Regions from separate parts of the Sus scrofa genome. Here region 1 is linked to region 2. Evidence: chromatin contacts called from public Hi-C data. All regions are on one chromosome and are shown on one strand. Each heading gives the region's core, a stretch centred on a gene start, on an enhancer-like site or on the middle of the called end of the contact. The rest is flanking DNA. Distances are from core to core; before and after follow the strand shown.

What was found. A called contact is a pair of places that touch in the nucleus more often than the background predicts.
Region 1: a Hi-C map of skeletal muscle shows a contact between it and region 2, with 6 times the contacts expected there. The contact joins two enhancer-like sites. A contact is called at or near these places in 2 of 47 Hi-C or Micro-C datasets (liver and skeletal muscle) and 1 of 2 datasets of contacts at active chromatin or transcription factors (alveolar macrophages).

Annotation. Positions count from the first base shown.
Region 1 is chr2:66,580,917-66,586,498 of Sscrofa11.1, forward strand. No RefSeq gene overlaps it. Among named protein-coding and RNA genes, the nearest start is that of MAN2B1, 250 kb to the left of the region's middle. Within about 2 kb of position 4,120, at least 54 of the 83 cell types and tissues checked have an H3K27ac peak or open chromatin away from gene starts, as enhancers often do. A contact at or near this core is called in liver and skeletal muscle, where this site is marked.
Region 2 is chr2:66,342,676-66,347,954 of Sscrofa11.1, forward strand. MAN2B1 (lysosomal alpha-mannosidase) reads left to right here. Exons shown (of 24, transcript XM_003123314.4): 15 at 207-304; 16 at 388-505; 17 at 1,155-1,273; 18 at 1,351-1,452; 19 at 1,632-1,719; 20 at 2,095-2,175; 21 at 2,600-2,827; 22 at 3,322-3,477; 23 at 3,565-3,667; 24 at 4,123-4,373. The coding sequence ends at 4,232. Among named protein-coding and RNA genes, the nearest start is that of MAN2B1, 16 kb to the left of the region's middle. Within about 2 kb of position 2,691, at least 50 of the 83 cell types and tissues checked have an H3K27ac peak or open chromatin away from gene starts, as enhancers often do. A contact at or near this core is called in liver and skeletal muscle, where this site is marked.

The DNA.
Region 1 (5,582 bases), core at 2,870-5,369, 240 kb after region 2:
CACAGTTAGTAAGATAAACTGTTCATCAAGGATTATAACTGAAGCTGACAAAAAGTGAGGTGCTTATTATGCAAGTATTTGTTAGGGTCTGAAATGACTGCACAGTTATAAGTGGAGATCTTGAGACCAAAAGGTTATAGCTGGCAGGTGTTTTTTCTGAATATGGCTGGTGGTGTCCTTAGGTCTGGTACAGTTCAAAGAAAGTTCAAGTTGCTCTGTCTGAGCCTAGATCCTCAATGGCCATGCAACTCCGTTTCTGTATGCCCAAATTGTGATTACTCCATTATAATTTCAATTTGTCATCAACAACTCCTTCCCCAAGAACACCCATTCGGGATAAAACACACTGGGATAATCTTGCCTCATAATCACACAAAGGTTGCATATATCTCTGCACGTACTAAAAATCCAATGTCAACACTTTTCATTGCAATCCTCAGGCTGGTGAATTAGTTCAAATTTCTGAAACACATGCTGACATCTCAGTTGCACTGAGGAGCCAAGAGAACAAATAGGGTGAGGGAGGTGGACTTGGCAGTGTCAAGAGGGTGAGGTGGGAGGATGCGAGTGATTTATTTGATTAATTTTGTGGACAGATATGGAAATAATACAATACTACAGACTGATAAGACTTTAATACAGTCAACCCTAGGTATCCAGGAGGTCTGGCTCCAGGAGATGCTGACTATACCAAAATCTGCCATTGTTCAAGTTCCAGCAGGCCCTATGTATCCCCAGGTTGTGCATGTATGGATTCAGTCAACCTCTGATCAAAATTTCAATCTGTGTAAGTCAACTATACTTTAATTCAAAATTTTTAAAAAAATTTTCATGAGTTCCCATTGTGATGCAGTGGAAACGAATCCAACTAGTATCCATGAGGTTGTGGGTTCAATCCCTGGCCTCGCTCTGTGGGTCAGAGATCTAGCATTGCCATGAGCTGTGGTGTAAGGTCGCAGACACGGCTTGGATTCCGCAATGCCGTGGCTATGGTGTAGGCCAGCAGCTGCAGCTCTGATTCAACCCCTAGCCTGGGAAATTCCATATGCCACAAGTGTGTCCCTTAAATAAAAAAAGAAAAGAAAAAAATTTTTTTCAATCTGAGGAATTCCCATTGTGGCTCAGCATGTTAAGGACTCAACATTGTCTCTATGAGATGTGGGTTTGATCTCAGGCCTTGTTCAGTGGGTTAAGGATCTGGCATTACCACAAGCTGCAGCATAGGTCACACATGGAGCTCGGATCTGGTGTTGCCATCGCTATGGCACAGGCCTGCATCTGCAGCTCCAATTCAGCCCCTAATTTGGGAACTTCCTTCCATATGCTACAGATGAGACAGACAGACACAGAGACAGAAAGAAAGGGAAAAAAAAAATTTCAGTCTGAGGTTGCTTGAACTCCTGGATGCTAAACACAGGTATAGAGAGGACTGGCTGAATACATGTTGAAAAAAAATCTTCATGTAAGTGGACCCTTCCAGTTCAAATTCATGTTGTTCAAGGTTCAACTGTGCTATTTTGTAAAAGTATAATACAATATGCTATAATTACAAATATGATAACTATATATAATATATTCTACTTATATATGATATATACTAGTTATGTATAATTCTATACTATATACTACATATACTATGTACAGGTTATACACTACATACACTTTATATACACCATATTCTACATATTTTATATATACATATGCAGGCAAACACATACTATATGCAATATTAATAAATTTGAAACAAATTTGATACTATATAATAATACAGTACATGAAAACCTATTTTTATAAACAGCAAAAGCATCAATAAAACACCAGCAAACTTAACTCAGCAATACATAAAATGACCTATACACCATGACCAAGTGGGATTTAACTCAGGAAAACACGTTGGTTTTACATCTGAAAATGATTCAACATAATGAACATCAAAATCTAAAGGATCATCTCAGTATACATAAAAAAAAGCTATTGACAAGGAGTTCCCATCATGGCTCAGTGGAAACAAATCTGACTAGCATCCATGAGGATGCAGATTCAATCCCTGCCCTTGCTCAGAGGGTTAAAGATCCTGCATTGCCGAGGGCAGTAGCATAGGTTGCAGAGGCGGCTCAGATCTGACATTGCTGTGGCTGAGGCATAGGCCAGCGGCCACAGCTCCAATTCAACCCCTAGCCTGAGAACTTCCATATGCCATGGGTGCAGCCCAAAAAGAGAAGAAAAAAAAAGCTATCAACAAATTTCAACACCACTTGACAAGGAAAACTCTCAATAAACTGTGACAAGAAGGGAAGTTACTCAACTTGAAATAATGCATCAATAAAAACCCAGAGCTAACAATATGCTTGATGGTGAGTCTGAAGGCTTTCTCTCTAAGATCAGAAACAAGACACAGATGTCTGCTCTAATCAGTTCTATTTATCACTGTAAAGAAGGTGCTACCAGGAAAACTGGGTAAGAACATTTCAAGGGTATATACATTTAACTCCTCAGGCAGACACAAAAGCACACAGATGTTTTCACAGCACATATACGACACATGCAGACACAGACACAAAACTCTGAGAATTAATGGCTCAAACACAAGGATATTCCCAAAGATCCCAAGGCTTCTGTACTCCCCTCAGTTTAGGACTAATCACCATCAGACATGTGGTATAATTTTACTTAGATTTCTCCTTTCTTCTCTCCTAGAATGTCAGCTTTTAAGCACGCAGGGATATTTCCTTGGCTTTGTTCACCACAACACCTACCAGAAGGCCTGTCACCAAAGGAGATAGATACTAATTGAATGGCAGGGCTCACAAGGAGTCAAACAGACATACACACTCACATGGAGGTTTTACAGAAACTTCATCATAGGCCCAGAGCTTCACACAGTGAATGGTTCTTACTCCCATCCCCTATGGTAGAGGGGTGTCTTCTGGTTCCCCATCTATTCCCCAAAAAGGGTGTTTGGGCTCCTCCTAATGGGGAAGAGGCTTCACACTTCCTGACACCCTACAGTATAAAAAGCACATCTCTACAATAATTACATAAAATGGGAGACTATGGATGGCAGTGTCATTGCTGGAAAAGGCACACACACACCCTGGTTTTACACAAACTTCATCACAGGCCCACTCCACCTGATCTTAACAGAGTGAACTGTTTTCAGCTCCATCCCCTGTGACACATGGGAGTCACGGAGGCCCCCAAACCGACTCTCCTAATGGCAAAAGGACTTCAGACTTTCTGGGCTGACAGAGTACACTAGGATCTTCTCTTAAGAAAAACTTCTCAGGGAGTTCCCTTCGTGGCTCAGTGATTAACCAACGTGACTAGTATCCATGAGTATCCATCCAATCCCTGGCCTCGCTCAGCGGGTTAAGGATGTGGCGTTGCCAGAGAGCTGCACTGTAGGTTGCAGACGCGGCTAGGATCGCGCTGTTGCTGTGGCATAGGCTGGTAGCTGCAGCTCCTATTCGACTCCTAGCCTGGGAACTTCCACACGCTACAGGTGAAGCCCTGAAAAGACAGACAGACAGACAGACAGAAAGAAAGAAAGAAGGAAAGAAAGAAGGAAGGAAAGAAAGAAAGAAAGGAAGAAGAAGGAAGGAAGGAAGGAAGGAAGGAAGGAAAGAAAAGAAAAGAAAAGAAAAGAAAAAACTTCCCAGGAGCCTGAAGAGGTGTCTCGGGGTCCGCAATGACTGGAGTTGCGTTCCAGCCACTCACGTTGTTCCAATTGCTTCCAGAAACTCACCCCTCACGATATGACCCCTTCCTCACTTTGCTTTCCTACTGGAGGTTCAGTGAGGGCAACAAAGGTTTCTGCATTCTCCCTTGGCCTCCATACCCTCTGGGCTGTCTCCTCCGGACAGTATCCATCACCCCCCAGGTCTCACCGGCACACAGAGGTCCGCCCCCTCCCCCCCCGCCTCTCCCGGGCCTGGATCGCTGTCCCTACTTGATCGGGGAGCAGCGGCCTCGACACCTCAGATCCCTGGTCTCCTAGACACAAAGAGATCACTTTAGGGGCTCTGGAAAGCACTGAAAGCTGTGGCAGGAACAGGTGGGTACGTGGCTCTGCCCCTTTCCGCCTCTTCCCCTGCGAAACTGGGAGCTGGTCCTCCAACTGAGCCCCCGCCCCCTCCTGCGCCTGCGCACTTCAGGGAAGGCGAAAATCCCGTTAGGCGCCTTTCATCTGGAGACCGTACCACGTTGAATACTAGAGTTTTGTGAAGCAAAGGGGGCGCCAGCCTGAAGAGGGTCTGGCTGAGTTCGCCATTTCCCACAGACAACGGTGCTGGAGATCCGCAGAGATTTTCCTGTACCAGAAAAAGAGCAGTCACCGGGCTCAGTGCAACAGCTTTGTGGAGGCCGATCCTGGGGGGGAGGGAGCAGGACGTGTTCAGCGCATGCGCTGCCAAAAACTCTGGACTGCGCCAGGAAACTAAGGGAGGGTGATGTGGTGATAGTGGTGTCTGTTTGAGTGACAGTTACTGGAGCTAGGACAAGGCAGGGCATCTCTTTTCAACATTATTGGTAGTTTTGAAGCTATTGTAAAACTGTACTTGTTGGTAGAGGTGATGTTTGTCTGACAGCGAGGAATTGTGTGTCCGAGGGACCTGAGCCTCACAGCGTTTCTGTGTTCCGCCACTGCTTCATCTCACAGTCACTTGGGATTCCAACAGAAAATGTCTAGAGTGGGATAGTGTTGCACAAATATTTCCCAGTAAGCAGGTACAGAGTATGCTAGAGATGGGAAATGTAGAAGCTAGAAATGGTCTCAAGACCTGCTCTGGGAATTCGTAACATTGATGCTCAAGGATTAGATTAGGACGCACTCAAGTCATATCCTACTTGGGGAGATCTGAACACGCACCTTTGTGTCAGGGCACAGCATTGCCACATCTGACCCAAGAAACCTGGAGTCCACTCAAAGATAGACCCGGAGAACTCTATCACTTTCTTACCAGTTATGTGAATGACAGCGAGAGGGGGTGTAACTTTGGAGGGTGTGTCCTAAGTCAGACTTGGTACCAAGAAAAGTCCTGTTGTGATCCATGACCTTCTTTCTTTCTACTCCTTCCCTTTTCTTCCTATGAAGGACTCCAGGAGGTAGAAAGAAGTGTTACACATGTAAAATTCAAGTTTCAGGAGTGTTTAACACTCTCCTAGCATGTGAAAGCATTTACGTTGTTTTCTATTAGTTTTTAGAATGTGCACATACGATTTTGAGTGTAGCTGTGAGTTTTACAGATGTATAGTTATACTACTACCAAGTTAGAAGATACTTCATCACCCCAAAGGAACACTCTGGTGGTGCCTGGTTGTAGAGAACCCTCCCTACCCTTAACCACTGATCTGTTTTTAGTTCTTATAATTTTGCCCATTTCACAGTGTCATGTGTGGAATATCATGTTGTCTTACGAATTGTTGGAAAGTTTGATTCCACATTTGTAAAAGTACATAATTATGCATACCTGGTAGTGTTCTGAGTTTGCAATTTTTGACATCGCCCAGAAAAGCGGCACTGATTATGCCTTTGACATAGAGATTCCACTGTTTTGAGTTATGTGAACTGACATAAGACCCCA
Region 2 (5,279 bases), core at 1,441-3,940:
AAGGGGAGCTGTTAGGATGTGCTAAAAGAGTCAGGGGTGAGGAGAGTGGTAGGGGTGAGGAGAGTGGTGGGGGGTAGGAGAGGGAGAGAGAGAGACAGGAGAGAAGGGTGGGTGACTCTAGGGCCTTCTTTTGAGCCCCTAAAAGGATGCAGCTGCCATTGATTGAAGTGATGGTCATTAATGTTTGTCCACCCTCTTCTGCCCAGCACATCCGGGCTAGGTTTAATCCTGACACAGGGCTCTTAATGGAGATTGAGAACCTGGATGAGAACCTCCTGCTGCCTGTTCGCCAAGCCTTCTACTGGTAAGGAAGAGCCACCAGGCCAGGGAGTGGGCATGAGAAGCAGCTGGGGTCCCTTACCTGACTCTCACCTGCCCTGGCCCCAGGTACAATGCCAGTATGGGCAACAACTTAAGCTCGCAGGCCTCAGGTGCCTACATCTTCAGACCCGAACGACAGGAACCACTGCTTGTCAGCCACTGGGCTAAAACCCACCTTGTGAAGGTCAGGGGCCAAGACTAATGAGTGGGCCCTTGGGGACGGGACATGTGGGGGGATGTAGAGTGGGGGTGGGGGAGGATTACATCTCTAAAAGGTGAGAAGGCTAAGACCTGAGAGGAATACTTGGGATCCTCCCACAGGGCTGGTAGTCCTGGCTGGTTGTGTGACAGTCACACTGTGTAGCACACAGAAAGGCATTCACATCTGCTGCGGGTGTCAAGATTTTACACATTTGCATTTGAGCCAGTGGGAGAGGGAGAGGGCAAGGAACATGCTTCACACCACTTTGATCAATTTCTGTTGAGCAAACATGATCACACAGCTACTGAAAATCTCAGGGAAGATTGGACAATACAGTCTATTCCAGGTAGCCATGTGCCAAGGTAGAATCCTGTTCCAAAGAAGGGAGCTAGGGTACTGGTGAGCAGCCAGCCTGTATGTCAGACTCAGAAATTACATGGCTATTACTGAGGGGTGAAGTGTGTGCATCACACCTAGGCAGGTGGGGAAGGTGAGTGGGGCTCCCAAGCTATTAGTGGGATGTAGGCTGATGTAGGCTTTAATGAGCTTCACGGTGAGGGTGGGCATTTGCAGGACTTACTTCTGCCCAGGTGCACGCTTACACCTGCCCTTCGCCCCCATGTGCCTGCAGACAGACTTGGTGCAGGAAGTGCACCAGAACTTCTCAGCCTGGTGTTCCCAGGTGGTTCGCCTATATCCAGGACAGCGGTACCTGGAGCTAGAGTGGACGGTGGGGCCCATACCTACAGGGTGAGTGGTGCAGGCTGGGAGCAGGGCAGAGTGGCATTAAGGTCAGGCTCACAACCTTGTCATTCCATCTGGTATAGTGACAGCTGGGGGAAGGAGATCATTAGTCGCTTTGACACTACTCTGGAGACAGATGGACTCTTCTACACAGACAGCAATGGCCGGGAGATCCTGGAGAGGAGGTGGGGTGAACTAGGGGCACCAATGGGTGGTCTTGTGGTGTGTTGGGGCCCAGGGCTGTTGGGGGCATCTGCTGATCCTCATGAGTGTGGGAGGTAGAGGATGAAGAGTTAGTGAGGAATGAGTGAGTAGGGGAAGGAGAGCCAGATCTTGGGCCTGATCAAACCCCACCTCACCCCAGGCGGGATTATCGACCCACGTGGAAGCTCAACCAGACTGAGCCAGTGGCGGGAAACTACTATCCAGTCAACAGCCGCATATACATCACGGTATCCATCCCCTGCCTGCTCCCCACTTCTTCCTCACATCCCTTTAGAGTGGGGTGGTCACCTCTCATTCTTTTTTTTTTCTCTTTTGGCTGCCCCCTGGCATATGGAGTTCCCCAGCCCAGCGATCAGATCTGAGTGGCAGCTGAGACCTAAGCCACAGCTGCCACAATGCCAGATCCTTAAGCCCCTGAGCTGGGCGCGGTATTGAACCTGTGTCCCAGTGCTCGCAAGGCCCCCCCTGATCCCACTGCACCACAGTGGTAACTCCCACCTTTCATCCTTAACACCTCAGCAATCTCCACCATCCCTGTGGGGCCTGCCTAGGGGCCAATGCTGTTTGGCAGTACGGCCCCTCACTCACTTCTCGATCCCCAGGATGGGAAGACGCAGCTGACTGTGCTGACTGACCGCTCCCAGGGGGGCAGTAGCCTGGGTGACGGCTCCATAGAGCTCATGGTGAGTGATCCAAGCCCCATCTAAGTCAGGGTCCTCCTACCAGTTCCTTCCCTGGCCCCTTGCAGGACCTTGAAGCCAGTTTCTGTTGCTAGGAGCACCATTCCCAGTGTGGTCCTCACTAAACTGAGACCTCCATTCCCATGTGAGACGTTTCCTCCGTGCTTTTCTCCAATCCCTATCCAAGCCTCCCCTTCAGGCCCTGACTTGCCCTATCCTTGCCCCGTTAAATCTTCCCCTCTCTCAGTCCTTGTTAGGTCAGATCCCCACTCCTACTGCGGACCCCCTATCAGATCTTCATCCTCATCTATTCATCTGTTGCCACCCAATCTTCAGTTTTTCGTGAGATTCCCACATGCTTTTACCCAATTTCTGGTGTAGAAATTGGCTGGAGGGACCTTCATTCTCTCTGCCACTCTCCCCGCAGGTCCACCGAAGGCTGCTGGTAGACGATGCACGTGGAGTAGGGGAGCCGCTGCTGGAGGAGGGGTCGGGGCTGTGGGTGCGAGGGCGCCACCTCGTGCTGCTGGACAAAGCCCGGACCGCAGCCTCCGGGCACCGGTTGCAGGCGGAGAAGGAGGTCCTAGCCCCGCAGGTGGTGCTGGCCCGGGGTGGCGGTGTCCCCTACTGCCTCAAGGTCGCCCCACGCACGCAGGTGAGGGATAGTGGGGCCTGCAGAAAGACGACCGGAAGGAAGCCTGCCGGGGAGGGCCGAAATTGAGGGCGGGTCTTGCTAGGCTTAACCGGGACCCATTTCGCCCTCCCGCAACCCGTCCCGGGGGAGGCCAACCCGTCCGGGGGAGGCCAACCCGTCTGGGGGATGGCCGTAAGCTGGTCCCTTAGCTCAGCCCAGTCACCTGGGCAGTCTCAGCCCCGCCCTCTTGCCTACTCAGCTTCTCTGGCCTCGGCCCGCCCGACCTCCTCCACCAGCCAAGTTTCTACACACTTGGTCCCCCGCACTAACTCAGTCTGGTCTGGGCGGGATCAGTTCAGTTCCCTTCATTGGCTCAGTCCTGGCTGAGCCCCGCTGCTCCTCCATAAACCCCGCCCCGACCGCAGCCAAGGCCCACCCCTCCGAGCCGGATCTCCGCCTCTAACCACCGCGTAGTCCTGCCCTCCCTGCTCAGCCCCGCCCCCTCTTCCCTGCAGTTCTCTGGGCTGCGCAGAGAACTGCCTCTCTCGGTACATCTACTCACATTGGCCCACTGGGGCCCAGAGACGCTGCTGCTGCGCTTTGAGCACCAGTTTGCCGTAGGGGAGGACGCGGGCCGCAACCTGAGCTCCCCGGTGACCTTCGACTTGACGGTGAGGAGGGCAGAGATGGGAAGGAGGCAGGAGAGAGGGGATGCTCTGCTTTATCCCAGCTCAGACTAGCCCATTCATTGCCCACAGAATCTGTTTTCCACTTTCACCATCACCTCCCTGCGGGAGACCACGCTGGCGGCCAACCAGCTCCAGGCCCACTCCTCCAGGCTCAAGTGGACAGCAAACACGGGTGGGGTCCTGCCCGGAACTGGGGAACTAGGAGGTGTGGGAATGGTTGGGTCTGAGTCAGTGTTCAGATTCAGGTTAGGGGTTTAAGGGTCTGAGGTGGGTGTGGCAAACTAGTGGTGGGTCTTTAACGGTTTGAGGATGGAGTTCAGTCACAGGTACAGGATTTGAGAGTCCCTGTAGGTGTGTAGTTCTGGGGGCAGGGGTTGGCTTAAAGGTCCTTGGGGTGGGACCTGTGGGTGTGAAGATGGTGGCCAGGCACTGGGGAGGGATCTGGGGATCTGGGCATGATATCTAGGCTCTGGGCAGCAGTTGAAGGGTCTTGGAGTGAGGCCCTGGGAACAGATTTAAGGTGGTATGTCTGTGTTCAGACCCAGAGGAGGGAGCACAGGGGTGGTGAGGGGTGGCATGGGGATGAAAGACTGTGCCTCTCACTCCTTCTCCCTTCTATCTCCCCAGGCCCCACACCCCATCCTCCTCCCTCCCGGCTGGTGTCTGCCACCATCACATTGCAGCCCATGGAAATCCGAACCTTCTTGGCCTCCGTCCAATGGGAAGAAGACTGCTAGACCCACTGGGGGCCAGATGCCCCCTTCTGAGCCTAAGTTCCTTCCTCCAGGGGTAGGGCAAACTCTCCCCCTTTTGCTGATGCCACCGCCACCACCACCACAAGCCATTAAAATGCCACTACCAAGACTCGGGTCAAGGTCTAACTGAGTGTGAGGGTTTTTTTTGGGGGGGAGGGAGGGCAATGGAATCTATTACTCAGAAAGGTCAGCAAACTCTAGCTGACCCTTGACCCGAGGCCTTGCATGGAGGCCACTTGTTAGCTCTAAGACACCAGAACCTCCACTGTTCACACCCCACCTCACTCACCACTCCGTCTTCCACTCCTGCCTCATTCCTCCGTCCACTGTGACACAGCTGTTTTGAGTAGCTACCAAAGGCAGGTTTGTGCTGCCTTGTCCTGGTCCCAGAAGGCCAGACATACCCTGAGGACTCCCAGATTCTGCCCTGGGACTCTTGGGCAAGGGATCTAGGAAGTAGAATTAGAGACAGATCCCAAAGTGGGGCCTTGGACAGGTGGCCTGGAGCTGCGGGCCTCCCAGGAGAGAGACAGAGAACCTAGTTCTGGTGTGTTCTGGAGTCTTACAGAGGAAGGAGACCCTGGGATGAAACTTGAGGTTTAGGGTTGAAAGGAAGTGACTTGCCCTCCAGGTGACACAGCTTGTGTGGATCCCTTTAAGGTGTATGGAGGCTGCAAGGACATGCCATGCCCACCTGCAGCCCATGTGGAGACCAGTGTTTGGATGATCCGACCTCTGTCAGATATGCCTCCAGAAAGTATTTCTACATCCTGCTTTGGGGGGGTTGTGGTGGGACAGGCATGAGCCTGGACAGTCATGGGCCGGCTTGGAATCCCTGGATGGATCACAGATGGAATCTAGGTACCAAATGTGCCTCTTGAAAAAGTTTTTGTTTTTAATTTTACGCCTGCTCCCACGGCACATGGAAGTTCCCGGGCCAGGGATTGAATCCGAGCCACAACTGCTACCTATACCACTACAGCAATGCCAGAACCTTTAACCCACTGCACAGAGCTGGGGATCAAACCT